Regions from separate parts of the Sus scrofa genome. Here region 1 is linked to region 2. A link is a contact called in public HiChIP or PLAC-seq data. All regions are on one chromosome and are shown on one strand. Each heading gives the region's core, a stretch centred on a gene start, on an enhancer-like site or on the middle of the called end of the contact. The rest is flanking DNA. Distances are from core to core; before and after follow the strand shown.

What was found. HiChIP or PLAC-seq counts read pairs in DNA pulled down with a chosen protein or histone mark.
Region 1: an H3K27ac HiChIP or PLAC-seq map of skeletal muscle shows a contact between it and region 2, with 3 times the contacts expected there. The contact joins two enhancer-like sites.

The regions. Positions count from the first base shown.
Region 1 is chr10:42,258,780-42,265,992 of Sscrofa11.1, reverse strand. LOC102164518 (a long non-coding RNA gene) reads left to right here. Exons shown (of 6, transcript XR_305912.3): 2 at 837-954; 3 at 1,132-1,426; 4 at 3,942-4,038; 5 at 4,541-4,775; 6 at 7,042-7,159. Among named protein-coding and RNA genes, the nearest start is that of ZNF438, 250 kb to the right of the region's middle. Within about 2 kb of position 5,517, at least 69 of the 83 cell types and tissues checked have an H3K27ac peak or open chromatin away from gene starts, as enhancers often do. A contact at or near this core is called in skeletal muscle, where this site is marked.
Region 2 is chr10:41,848,817-41,855,596 of Sscrofa11.1, reverse strand. It overlaps ZNF438 (zinc finger protein 438), which reads left to right. Exons shown (of 19, transcript XM_021064197.1): 4 at 5,091-5,155. Among named protein-coding and RNA genes, the nearest start is that of ZEB1, 160 kb to the left of the region's middle. Within about 2 kb of position 1,421, at least 52 of the 83 cell types and tissues checked have an H3K27ac peak or open chromatin away from gene starts, as enhancers often do. A contact at or near this core is called in skeletal muscle, where this site is marked.

The sequences.
Region 1 (7,213 bases), core at 4,268-6,767, 410 kb before region 2:
TGACTGAAGATTCAAGAGAAGTGATGCAAGCGATAAAGCTGGGACAGCCAGGGTGGGACTGAATTGAGGAGGAATCAGCCCAAGACAGGAGGACAGGAACTTGAGAAGCAGGTAAGTATGAATATGTAATACATGACACACAGGGCCTTTGACTGTAAGTGGGAGAAACCAGTTGAAATCAGTTAAGTTTAAAAAAAGACAGGGGAGTTCCTGTTGTGGGCTCAGAGGGCTAAGGACCTGATATAGTCTCTGTAAGGATGTGGGTTCGATCCCTGGCTTTGCTCAGTGGGTTAAGGATCTGGCATTGCCTTAAGCTGTGGTGTAGGTTGCAGATGTGGCTCAGATCCATTGTTTCCCTGGCTGTGGTGTAGGCTGGCAGCTGCAGCTCCAATTCGACCCTTAGCCTGGGAACCTCCAAATGCCACAGGTGTGGCCGGAGTTCCCATCGTGGCTCAGCGGTTAATGAATCCAGCTAGGAACCATGAGGTTGTGGGTTTGATCCCTGACCTTGCTCAGTTGGTTAAGGATCCGTATTGCTATGAGATGTGTAGGTTGGAGATGTGGCTAGGATCCCGCTGCTGTGGCCCTGGTATAGGCCGGCGGCTACAGCTCCGATTTGACCCCTAGCCTGGGAACCTCCATATGCCATGGGAGCAGCCCTAGGAATGGCAAAAAGACAAAAAAAAAAAAAAAAACACCAAAAACAAATGCCATAGGTGTGGCTAGAAAAAGAAGAAAAACATGGCTGGACCTTAAGAACTTCTAGAATGTTCCAGAATCTGTGTTGCTCTCAGGTCTCCTCCACATCTGCCTCATTCTTTTCCTGGCCCCTCCAGGTCCTTGGGCTCTTCAGTATGTGGGGAAACAGGGCTGAGGCTGCAGCCACAAGAGAGAGACTGGACTGACCCTCCAGGGTCAGCAGATTGTGGCGAGGCCTTGGGGAGGAGGCCATAGGTAAGTAAGCAGGTGCCCCAGTGGGGACCACAGATGGAGCAAAGGAAGGACATTCTTCCCTGAAGAGGGGGGTCCATCCATCCATGAAGCTTGGAGGTGGAAGGGGCTTTAGAAAGTATGACGGGTTCATATCTCAGGCTTGTTTTGTTTTTGTCTTTTGTTCTCTGGGGACCTTAGGGTCTCTGCCAGGAATCGGGGGCGGATGGGGACTCCGGCCACAGAAGGTTTGGAATGCTACCATGTGGAATGAGAAAGCCAACAAAACAGCAGAGGGATGCGGCGAGGCGGTCAAGGGTAGACAGCATCACTGTGCACTGGGATCAATCCAGATTTATTCACTTAGTGAGCGCAGTTGATGACAGTCTTCCTTATCTACCAGGATCCTGGACCCAGCACCAATAAAAACAAAACAAAACAAAAACCAGATTGTTGGGCTCTTCCAACTCTGGAGAGTGGAAATACAGGCACTCAGGTACGCGGCAGAGGAGAGGGCAGGGCTGAGGCAGGTGGAGACCTGCCCACAGATGGGGACACAGGGAAGTCATCAGGGAGGAGCTGACACACTATTGTGTCTCAGTGGTGTCCTTGTCATGGCCCTTCCCAGGGGAGATGATCCTGGGGGGAGGTGAACACATCCTAGTTTGCTCAGGAAAGTTCTATGTAATTATCCATGGAACCTCTTTCCTTTCTTTCTGTGTACATGTGTCTATGTGTTGGTTCTTATGTTTTTTTAAATTTTAATTGATGTATAGTTGATTTACAATGTTGTGTTCATTTTATTACACAGCAAAGTGATTCAGCTATGTATATATATGTATATATACTATTTAAAAAAATTTATTGGCATGTAGTTAACTTACAATGTTGTGCTGGTTTCAGGTGTACAGCAAAGCGAATCAGTTAAACATATATAGTCTCCATTCTTTTTTTTCCCCATGGGTTATTACAGAATATTGAGTAGATTTCTCTGTGCGGTACAGCAGGTCCTTGTCAGTTATCTATTCTCCACATAGTAGTGTGTATATGGAAATCCCATCCCCCAATTTACCCCTCCCCCCCCCAGTTTCCCCTTTGGTAATCATAAATTTAATTTTGAAATCTGCATTTGTATCTGTTTTATAAATAAGCTCTTTTGTATCATTTTTATTAGATTTCACATATAAGTGGTATCATATGACATTTGCTTTTCTTTGACTTCACTTAATGTGATAATCTCTAAATCCGTCCATGTTGATGCAAATGGCATTATTTCATTCTTTTTTATGGCTCAGTAGTATTCCACCGTGTATATGTACCATATATTTATCATCCATTCATCTATTGGTGGATATTTAGGTTGTTTCCATGTTTTGGCTATTGTGAATAGTGCTGCTATGAACATTGGGGTGCATGTATCTTTTCAAGTTACGGTTTTGTCAGGATATATACCCAGGAGTGGGATTGGTGGATCTTACGTCAACTCCATTTTTAGTTTTTTTGTTTCTGTTTTTGTTTTTTGTCTTTTTAGGGTTGTACTCGTGGCATATGGACGCTCCCAGGCTAGGGGTCAAATTGGAGCTGTAGCCACTGGCCTACGCCACAGCCACAGCAACACCAGATCTGAGCCACATCTGCAATCTATACCACAGCTCACTGCAAGCCTGGATCCTTAACCCACCGAGCAAGGCCAGGTATTGAACCTGCATCCTCATGGAAGCTAGTCCATGAGCGGATTCATTTCTGCTGAACCACGACGGGAACTCCCCTTTTTTTTTTTTGAGGAACTTCCATGCTGTTCTTCATAGTAGCTGCACCAATTTACATTCTTTCCAACAGTGTAGGTGGGATCCCTTGTCTCCACACCCTCTCCAGCACTTGCTATTTGTAGAGACTTTTTCTTTTTTTTTTGTCTGTACCTTCAGCATGTGGAAATTCCCAAGCCAGGGACGAAACCTGTGCCACAGCAGCAACCCAAGCCACTGCAGTGACAACTCCGGATCCTTAACTTACTGTGCCACAAGAGAACCCCTGTAGACTTTTTATTTTAATTATGGCCATTTTGATCAGTGTGAGGTGGTATCTGATTATAGTTTTGATTTGCATTTCTCTAATCATCAGCAATGCCCAGCACCTGTCTTTTCATGGATGACACCTCTTCATTATTCAGAGGTCCCAGTTTGAGTGCTGGGTCACTTGGTCAGTCAGCAGGTACTTGGTCAAGGGCTGAAGTGACTGGGGAACATGGCCCCTTAGGGATGTCACTTTTTTGTGTGTTGCAGTTTCAGGCCTGTTGATCACCCTGGCTCTCAACCTACTTCTCTCCTGTCAGTCCCACCCAGGGAAAATCTGGAAGTGTCTAGTGCCTGCAGATATGAGATCTAAAGAGAACTGACCAGGGTTGTTTAACAAATCCAACTAGGAACCATGAGGTTTTGGGTTCAATCCCTGGCCTTGCTCAGTGGGTTAAGGATCCGGTGCTGCTGTGACCTGTGGTGTAGGTTGCAGATGCGACTCGGATCCCGTGTTGCTGTGGCTCTGGCGTAAGCCAGTGGCTTCAGCTCCAATTAGACCCCTAGCCTGGGAACCTCCATATACCGCGGGAAGCAGCCCTAGAAAAGGTAAAAAGACTAAATAAATAAATAAATAGAACAGACCAGAGAAGGAAACACAGCTCGCCTCTCCTGCTGGTCCTGGAGGGAGAGGTCACACCCATGGATGCTCGAGGAAATGGCTCCATTGCTCCCTGGCAGCAGGCTAGGAAATACTGCCCACACCCCAACTGCAGTCCCCGAGGCCATCGGATACACCTGGGGCGCCTCAGGGCAGGAAGTCCCAGAAACCACATACAGTTTCTGACCAACCACTTCAGCTTTTTCTGGGCTTGAAAAAGACAGGGGCGGTGCAAGAATCATCTTTGGTTCTGCCGCAGTGGAGACCCATGACGTCTTGCTCCCAGTAGATTCTGCATGCATACTTATGTGACTGAATGGATGTCCCCCCTACCACAGACGGCAGCTGTCCCATCTCAGAGGCACCTCAGGTGGTGGCCTTGAACTTGGTGTCCAGACTGAAATGGGAAACCATACACCGTAAGAGGTGGAGCAGGTAAGGATGGGGGTGAGGGGAGGCTGGCAGGAGCGGAGGCAGGGTTTTGTTCCTGACCCTGCCTGGTGATCAGCTTATTCCCTAAAGCAGAAGGATTAATAACCAGGGTAATTTTATCCCTGTTAGAATGTAACTACAGATGTGGGCTTATTGGGCGAAACAGCTAATCCTTTCTACATTTGGCTTACTCGTGAAACTCGATGCCTGGAGTTGTCAAAAGCACTATTTGCACGAGGCCTGCTGCCCCTGAAACCTTTCTCTTCTGGGCCCAGTGGGCAGCTGTCCCACTGCGCTGGCACTTGCCTCTTGGGTGAGCTGACTCACTGGCCTGGTGATGGAAGGGGAGGGGAGAGGCCTGTGGGTATATATAGACCTAAAGTGAGGGAGAGGGTAGGTGAAGGAAAATACAAGATGTGGGGTGCGGGGAGAGGGTACACAGAGAGCCTGGAGAAAAAAAACTCTTGGGAAAATCTAAGGTTCATTGTGATCCCTCGTCCCCCAGGCTTAAGGCACGGGGGAGGCAGCAGGAGGAGGGAAGAAGGCGAGGGAAAGGGGGTACCCCTCGATAGGAGCCAGCAGGCATCCAGGGATCTGCAGCGTGGTGATGGCTGGAGGCGCAAAAGTCAGGAGACACAGTTAATCCAAGAGCTGTTGCTGCTGCTGCTGTTGCAGAGATGAAAGACTTTCCAAGCCAGTCAGTGATATGCTTGGAGCTTTCCCCTGTGCAGCCACCTGTGGTGAGTAACGGGAGACTTGGTTCCTCCTCCTGCACCCGGGGAGCCCCGGGAAATTGGGGGAGTGGGCGTGGCCAGGGTGGTGGGGCGGGGCCCCAGTGAGCAGGCGCCAGTGACCTCCCTCCCTCTTCCCCACCTCCCTCGGTCTAGGTCTCGAGCACCGCCTCCCGCTGGGTGTGGCCGAGCTTCAGACATTCCCCCCCCCCCCCCCCCCGCCCCATCCCGCCCCCAAACATCCCCCTCCTTTTCCACCGACTCCGCCCTTGATCGCCCTGGCCCACACAGTGCTACAGTGCGACACAGGAAGCCCCTCCTCCCTGCTACCCACCCGAGGCGGGGTGGGGGGGGGTGGGGGCGCGAACAGGTCGATACCCCCTCCTCCTACCCCGACCCCTCACGGACTTTTAGTTCGGGGCTGCTGGGTTAAAGCTTCATTCCAGTGTGCTGCATTCCAGAAACTTTAACAGATGCCCTGGCGTTCTTGGAAGACGCTGAGAGGGAAAGCGGCCGACGTCTCCACCCAAATGCCCCAGAATCAGATAGGACATTTGCCTCTGGTGCGGGGAGCAAAGGGCAGAGTGGCCAGAAGGCTTGTAATAAAAACCTCCCTTCCCTTCCCTCTGACCTGGGTCCTTCATTACTGACCCCAGCCCTTAAGAATCTGGAGCCTGCAACCCTCTCCACCTGGCGGGGCTGGTCAGGAGGCCGGGCGGGGAAGGATTCGGCCTCCTGGGCGGGTCCCGGGGTGGGAAGGCTCTCATCGCCATGGCAACGAGCTCTTCCCGTGGGAATAGCGAACTCTTGAACGTGCAGCACATGGGAAAGTGACCTACTGAGTGCCAGCTGGGGGTCCAGGCGGGCGGGTATGGGGGGGATCTGCAGGGAGAGGGCGCGCGACCGAGCTCGACATGCGACCCCCAAACCTGGATGCAGGGCCGCGCGCTTTTCTTCTGAGTCAGACGGGGCCACACAGGCAGGACACGTGATGCGCGGGGCTCTCCCCTGGCTGCCAGTTAGCAGCCAGATCTGCTGACTCGCTTAGAACAGCCGCTGCCCAGTGTTGGCCCGGGCTGGGTGGGACGGTTCCCTTCTGTGGGTCTGTTCCAGCGCCCTAGCTGGTGAGACCAGTAGCTCCTGTTGGGAGGACAGGCGTGTTGGCTGTGGAATTCAGTTCTACGTGGCTGAGGCCCCTGACTTCTTTTTACAATTTTTAAAGAAGTTGTAAAGGTTGTACTAACCTTTTAAAAAAGTGTAATTTCTTTTTTTAATTCAAAAAGATGAAAAGAAGGAACTGAACACAATCTGATCTACACCCTCCCCATCTTTCCACCCCAAAATAACGGACCACTGTTAACATTTTGTTATCATTCTTCCAAATTATGCCCACACCTAGGGGTGTACTAGTTACAAAAATTATGGTGCATATGATGTTTGTCGCCTGCATTTTCACTTAACTCACCACAGACCTGGAAAGATAGAGAAAACTCTGTATTATTATTTCTAAGGGCAACATAGGATTACTATAATTTATTAGCCAATTTGGTGTTGCTGGAAATTTAAATTTCTTTACAATTTTTTACTCTTCTACATGGCGACAGACATCCTTCTACCTACATTTTTTGCACCTAGCCTGTTAGTTTTCTTAAGGTCAACTTCTTGAAGTAGAATTACTGGGTCAGAATGTATGGATGTTTTAAATTTTGATGCTGGTTTATAAATCCTAGGTCTGTGGGCAGCTTTTGAGAGCCAGTGGACTTCATTTTCTCCCCCATCGGTCTTAGGAATAACACGGAAAAATTCATTATGTAGTTTGTATTCCTCCCAAAGCAATATCGGAAACAAGAGCTGTGAATAGTTTTTCCCAGAGGCGATCCAAGAAGCACGCTGCAAGTTCAGCAGGACAAGGTCCAGGAATGGATAGGTTACTGCTGTGGGCAGTGGGGCCCAGTCAGTCCCCCTGGAGGCCCTCTGGGAGATCACGTAGAACACGCCTGAGAATTGACCCCCAATCCTGTCGGCAGGGCATCAGCTCCTACATCTTCTGACTTCTCTCGTGGTTCTTTAGAAAACCTCTGCAGGTGAATTCTGAGGTAGGCCAAGGGGATGTGACTGTCACACCTCCAGCCATAGTTACACACGAATTATTACTCCTTCCCCTGAAACCAAGCCAAGGGAGGTGCTCAATCCAGGACAAAAATTGCAAAATGGGTTAAGATTTCGTCAACCTCACCACCTTCCCTCTCTCTTCTCGAAACCATCTCTTCCCCAGGCTTCCAAGGTCTTTGGTCCTCCAAGACACATCAAAAAGGACTTCCCATGGGAGTTCCCATTGTGGCTCAGTGATAATGAACCTGACTAGGATCCATGAGGATGCAGGTTCCATCCCTGGCTTCGCTCAGTGGGTTAAGGATTCAGTGTTGCTGGCTTGGATTTGGTGTTCC
Region 2 (6,780 bases), core at 172-2,671:
ATAAGCCCTTTCTTTCCAGGACACAGAGGCTGCAATGCAGGTAGCTGCACGGATGCAACCTTTTGTTGCAGGAACTCAAGGCCAGAACAGCCCTGGGAGGTGTAAAGCACACTGGAGCACACCAAATGGCACTTTCCTGCGAACTTGAACCTTCTACAACAAAAGAATGTCATGCCACTTGGGGCGGGGGTGCGAAGGGCCTTTAACTGCTGCAAAGGAAAACTTTCATAGTTTAGTGGATCATATTTTACAGGTTCCTGTGGACACAGGGGCCAAATGAAACTCAACCACGATCTCAGGCATCAAATTACACTTCACTTTTACCTTTTCCCCCTGTGATTCTGACATAAGTGATTAAAAATGAACCCAGACCTTTGACCTACCCATTTGGATTTGGGGTTGGGTTTTTTTTTTTTTTTTTTTTTTTCCTTTTTTCTATTCACCTGCAAACCTCCGCTGGTCCTTTTCTAGAGCCTTGGTCAACTGCTTTCAACAGCTAAACATTAAAGCCACCGGGTGAATAAACAGGAAGCTGGTGTTTAGGTGGGAGTTCCTAGGAATTTTATACCACTGACCACAGAGGCCAAGAGAGAAAGGAAATGGGAAAAACAGTGTAAATACCTGGGTGACTAATGACAGCACAGCTCAGCTGGCTTTTCTGAACACTTAACAGGAAGTCTCTTCCAGGGAAAACACCCTGAAAATTTTTAAGGACCCCGCGTGGCACCAAAAGGCCAGATCAGGGTGTTTGCACGAGGCTGGTGACGACGCAGAAAGACTGCCTATTTCTTCTAGACGCTGACTCTATTTGCATGCGTGGTGCACACGCTGGCTGAGCGCCTGGGCTCCAGGCCTGGGATTGCAAAGGATCGGAGGGCCACCCCCTTCCCGGTTCACACGGAGAGCGCCTAAGAGGATTTAGAATCAAGTGGGCACGTTTGCAAGCCTCGTTGTGAAGAGGCAGCTGGAGCGCGGCGGCCGGCCAGGCGCAGCCCCCCGCGCCCCGGGGCTGCATTGTCCTCCGAGGGGCCGCCGCCGGGGCTCCTTTGTGCGCGGGGCCGGCCCTCCCCGCCGGCCCGATCCCCTCGGGCCCCCTCTCCGCCCCCCCACGCAGACGGCTCCCTCCGGCCGCAGACCCGCCGGCTGCCGCGGTCCCCACGCGGAGGAGCGGGCAGGGCGGCGGGCGGGCCATCTGCACCGAGACTGACAGCGGCCCCGGAAGGTCAGCGCCCCCGCGATCGCCGCCTGAACAGCAGGCCACCCAGGCCTCCCAGCAACACAGGGACATCTGCTCCCCTTCATTTAGAGCCCGGGTTCCGATTTCACCAGAGCCCCCAGCTCCCCGCCGGCTCTGGGAGGGGGCCGGCAGGGGCCAAGCAGACGCGCCGCCCGTCCGCCCCCCACCAGTTCCCCAGATCTGGGGCCGAGCAGCTGAGTCCGGCGTGGCAGGGGCTGGGGGGGGGGTCGCCCACGTGACCCAAGTGACGTCGTGTAGTGCGGAGAAGCCAGGGCCGAGGGGGCGCGCGGGTGCATCCAGGGTCTGCGGGGGGATTGGACCGGACCCGGCCCTGCAAGGAGGAAGCTGGCAACCCGTGGCCCCCCCCTTCTCGGGACAGGCGGTTTGGAGGCTCTTGAACCTTTGCTGCGCAGAACCAGTGAATGCGCGGGAAAATTTGTTGCGAGAAGAGCGAGGAATCCAGCTTTACCTTTCTGCTGTTTTAAAGCCAGCAGACAAGGCCGGCATCGTCCCTGCACCGTAGACCTCCAGCCTTTTCTGTTTTCATCCAGAAGGATGAAAGAAAGACCTGCATTTCCGTTGAGTTTTCACCACTAGGTCTTCAGCTCCCTGAACACACACATTGCATCTTATTCATCATTTGCCTCCCCAGCCTCACACCAATGTTTGGACGCTAAATTAATGTGTGAAGGGGATGGGGGCTGGTTATTCCTGAGACCCTTGAGTGTAACTGCTGTCCTTTTTATTTGACAAAATCCATGACATCTGGAGAAGGAACTTGTGGATGCAGCGAGGTGTTGGTTCAGTGCTTTGCCTTCTCTTTCCTTCTTTCCTGCCCTTCTTCCCTTCATAGACATTTCATGGCCTGTGAACCAGATAGCAGTGGGTTAGACAGACTGGGAGGATAAAGAAACAGGACTCAAGGGGGGGCCAATTTGCCAGGGATGCTGTGTAGACGTAAACAGCTAACCAGGACTCTGGGTGATAAGAGCTGTTGACAGGAATTGAGGGTGGGGGGTCCTCAAAGCTACCTGTACAGGGGGAAGGCATCTAAGTAGAGGAAGCAGGGGCAGAAGCTCACCAGGAGAAGGTCCCTGCTGATGAGGGTGCCTCTGTTTGGATTCCCCCCAAATGGGTTTACCTCCTGTTCATTCTTTTTTTTGGGGGGGGGGGCACCCCACGGCATACGGAGTTCCCAGGCCAGGGATCAGATAGATCCGAGCCACAGTTGCAACCTATATCACAAGTGTGGCGGTGACAGATGCTTTATCCCACTGTGTGGGCCAGTGCTGAGACCTGAGTCCCAGCTCCAGAGATGCTGCAGATCCTGTTGTGCCCCAGTGGGAACTCCTCTCCTATTTATTCTTTAGGCCTCACATGAAGTATCACTTCTACGGTGATAAGATAAGGTCTTCCTATTTTATTTATTTATTTATTTTGTCTTTTGTCCTTTTTAGGGCCGCACCTGTGGCATATGGAGGTTCCCAGGGTAGGGGTAGAATAGGAGCTGTAGGCACCAGTCTATGCCACAGTCACACCAACGCCAGATCCTTAACCCACTGAGTGAGGCATGGATCGAACCCACAACCTCGTGGTTCCTAGTCAGATTCATTTCCTCTGTGCCATGACGGGAGCTCCCACATAAGGTCTTTCTATTCAGTGTTCCTGTAGCACCTGGCAGTTTTTTTTTTTTCTTCAATACTCATGACAGGTCCAATTGGGCAACATTCATCGTCCCTATTCCACTCTGAACTTCCAGAGGCAGAAACCACCTTTCTGTTCATGGACAGTCTCCACACTCAGCCCAGTGCCTGTCCCGTGGGGTTCCCTAAATATCTGGTGGCCTGATGAGTAATCAGACTTTCCTTAAGTTAATGCGAAACTGGTTCCTACAGTTTCTGTTTTGGATGTGAGGTCAGGCTGCGACCACTCCACTCCAGGTATCCCCCTTCCCCCCCACCGGGGGGAACCACCTGGAACAGAGTGGCCTTGATTCAGAATGTATTGTTTTGTGGTTTTTCTGCAGCTCGGTGATTTCAGAACTGTCTTCTGCAGAAACATGAGGCGTTAGATGCTCCTCAGAAAGGGACACCATCACGAAATATGTCTGAGGAAAGGAGTTGAGCCAAACAGGTTTCTGAACTGCAAGGATTTCACAGCCTTGGTTCACCTCGTGCAGGGTCCTCACCAGGAGCATCTAATAACACTTTGCAACCAGCGGGGGTGTGGATGAAATGAAATGGTGATTTTGCGGCACCATTTTCCCCACATCCTCCTGGGCCCCCGGAGGTGGAAGGACCAGCCACAGGGAGAGCTGAGCAGCAATAATTTGTGCCCATCTGGGCTCCTCTTTGCTACATCCTGTGACAGTTCCTTGTTTTTTGACGGTAAGGAGAGAATTATGATGTCAATGAAAGAGGCTGGCCTTGGTGGCTGGTGCTCTGTGACTTTGGAAGACTTCCTTAGCCTCTCTGTGCCTCAGGCACTTTATTTGTGATAAGAAATAAGAGTATTGAACTTACATGCTGTTGTTATAATTTTAAAAACTCTTGTATATACAGTTGACCCTTGAAAACCATGAGTTTAAACTACGAGGGCCCACTGAATTGCAAATTTTTTTTACAATAAATACAGTTAACTCGTGGTCATCAGTTGGTTGAGCCATGGATATGGAGGAACCACAGATAAAGAAGGCCCAGTGTAAAGCACACCCGGATTTTCCAGGAGGGTCAGGGCCCCAACCCCCTGGGTTGTTCACAGGTGACCTGTATTGAGAATTCTCATGATAGGCATACACTTGATTTAAATGCTAATAACTGATTAGTTAGACATTGAATATCCATCCAGCCTCTAATAGGCTAATGTAACTAGATAAGTTGCTAGTCAATAGAGCAGGTCACAGAGGACTAGGGCCTGAGAGGTGAGCTTTTCTCCACCTGCTGTCTTTGGAGTTCAAGTGATGCCTTCTGTCATCGTTGCTCTTCCAGCCAGCAGCATCATTGCTCTTTTTTAAAAAGTTTTTTAAATTTTTAACTTTTTTGAGATTAAAAAAAAAATCTGTAGGAGTTCTCATCTCGGCTCAGTGGTAACGAACCTGACTCGTACCCATGAGGACGCGGGTTCAACCCTGACCTCGCTCAGTCAGTTAAGGATACAGCATTGCTGTGAGCTGTGGTGTAGGTCAAAGACATGGCTCAAATCCTGCGTTGCTGTATTTGACCCCTAGCCTGGGAACTTCCATATGCCATGGGTGGGGCCCTAAAAAGACAAAAAAAAAATTGTAATTGAAGTATAGTTGATGTACAGTGTTATATTAGTTTCAGGTGTACAGCAAAGTGATTCATTTGTGTGTGTGTATATATATTCTTTTTCAGATTCTTTTTATTATAGGTTATTGCAAAATAGTGAGTATAGTTCCCTGTGCTATACAGTAGGATTCAAATTTTTCAATAGCATTTGCTGAGCTCGCCCTCTAAATTTCGTTGTGATTCCATTACGCTTTATCCTCAAAGTGAAAAGCAGAGCAGGTGTATATCAAGATTCAAACAGTACATAATTTTTAATGGCCATATCCATGGCATCTGGAAATTCCCAGGCCAAGGATCAAATCCGAGTCATAGCTGTGTCCTACGCCACAGCTGCGGCAATGCTGGATCCTTAACCCACTGCGCCACAGCAGGAACTCCCAAGATTTAAAACTTTTGCCCACAGTCCATTTTTCAGGGACCGATTGAATAGCCAAGAGCCACGTTCCTGGGCATTGGGGTTGTGATCCAGAAGACCACACTATTTTTAAACAATAAAGACCTGTTTGCAAGGAAAAGTAAATAGGATCTCACCTTGTTTGTTGCAGCTTAATTTGACCAGGAAAATGTCAACCCTACATTCTCAGAGAAGAAACATTTTCAGGGGCTGCAGGTAAGAGTACAGCGGGGAAATTCATATTGTTTTAAAACTGCCCTGAAACCATCCAGCCTGAAAAGAAAGCTCCTCTGGAAATTCAGAGGTACTCTGAAATTGAGTGTAGAAATGGTTTCTTATCTGTGTAATATGAACAGTTTTACTTCTTCAACTGTTCATTTTCTGTAGAGGATATGAACGTGGGTGGAGTTTGCTAGACTAGGTGCTTAGGGTAAATTTGTTCCCATATAGAATCTCTGATACAGTCATGGAAGCTACAAACTTTGAAACAGGAAACAAAGGACATTCTTTTCAACCGTTGGGTCTATAGAATCTCAATGCCCAGAACAGTGTGTGGCTCAGATATCCTGCCATAACTTCATGCTTATAGGGGTTCACTACTTAGGGATCAGCACTACTACATAGGGATTGCTAAAGATCAAGAGAGTTTCTCTAAGATGCTCTTATAGCAACATCCAGTGTTAGACCTGCAGTACCTCTTGGGTACCTCCTCAGTGCCTTTGGGCATCTCTTATCCTTTATCCCAGCCACTGATGCTGGCTGGGCCCCAGGTCCAGAGCTCCATTCGGGTTGCCTGATGACTGCATCAGTCTCCACTTCTCCTCCAGTCCTGCTTCCCCTCTTCCTTCACAAGTATTGATCCCAAGAGCAGTCTTTGATCAACCACTTCCTTGGGAACATGACCGTGAAACTTGGGCTATGACCAGAGGAGATAGTTTGCATTCCGAGGCTGGTGTGGTCCTTGAATGAAAAACACTTGGGTTATAACAAATAGTCTTATTAATACCAAACTATAATTATGAGCCTCTTGCTAGTTGGCAATTGATTTTTTTTTTTTAGTTGGCAATTGATTTTGATTAAATGTATGTAGCAAAGTGAACATATTTTTCAGAATATTTTTGAGAATCCCTAAATGTATCTCACTTCAGATGCCAGATTTCCAATCCTGCTTTCAGTTCTCAGTTTGAATTTTAGCCATTTCGTAAAAGAGAAGGCATTGTCCCAGAGCTAAGTAGACACAGACATTCCTCTGAGTTTTGATACATGGTCGGGAAGATACGGATTCATACATTCATGTCTAGAATCCTAAGGTTTTGTTCCTCCTTTGTACATATGGCATGTTTTTTGGCCCAGTTCTTGAAACTGAACCATACCCATAACCATACCCATAATTATTATGTGTGGTAATTCCGATATTTGCCAAAGTTTGCATTCCGTGGTCAATTACAAAAACTTTAAGATTCATTTTTATCAAGTTCTGTGAATATTTTCTTGAGTTATGACTCCATAGTCAACCAATAGCAGTTCTATGAAGTTTGTGGAGGTTTTGGGGGCGTGGGGCTCAGGGCTGAGCAGGAACATGGCATCAATATCTCCACCTACCATCTCTTTGCCCACGCATCCACTCACATCTGAGTGCCTGGACCAATCACCAAAGCACCTTTTTCTTACTTGCCCTTTCAAGGTCAGCTCTTGTCTCATCAGCAAGAAATGTCTTGTCTTATCTTGGGATCCTTTGGGGAAAGGGCACGGTGGTTCCTATGAGTTCTCTCATGACTGAAAGTGATCGGAGGAAGTAGTTCAAAAAATGTCTTTTTCTTTGACAAGTTCATGCAAGCTTG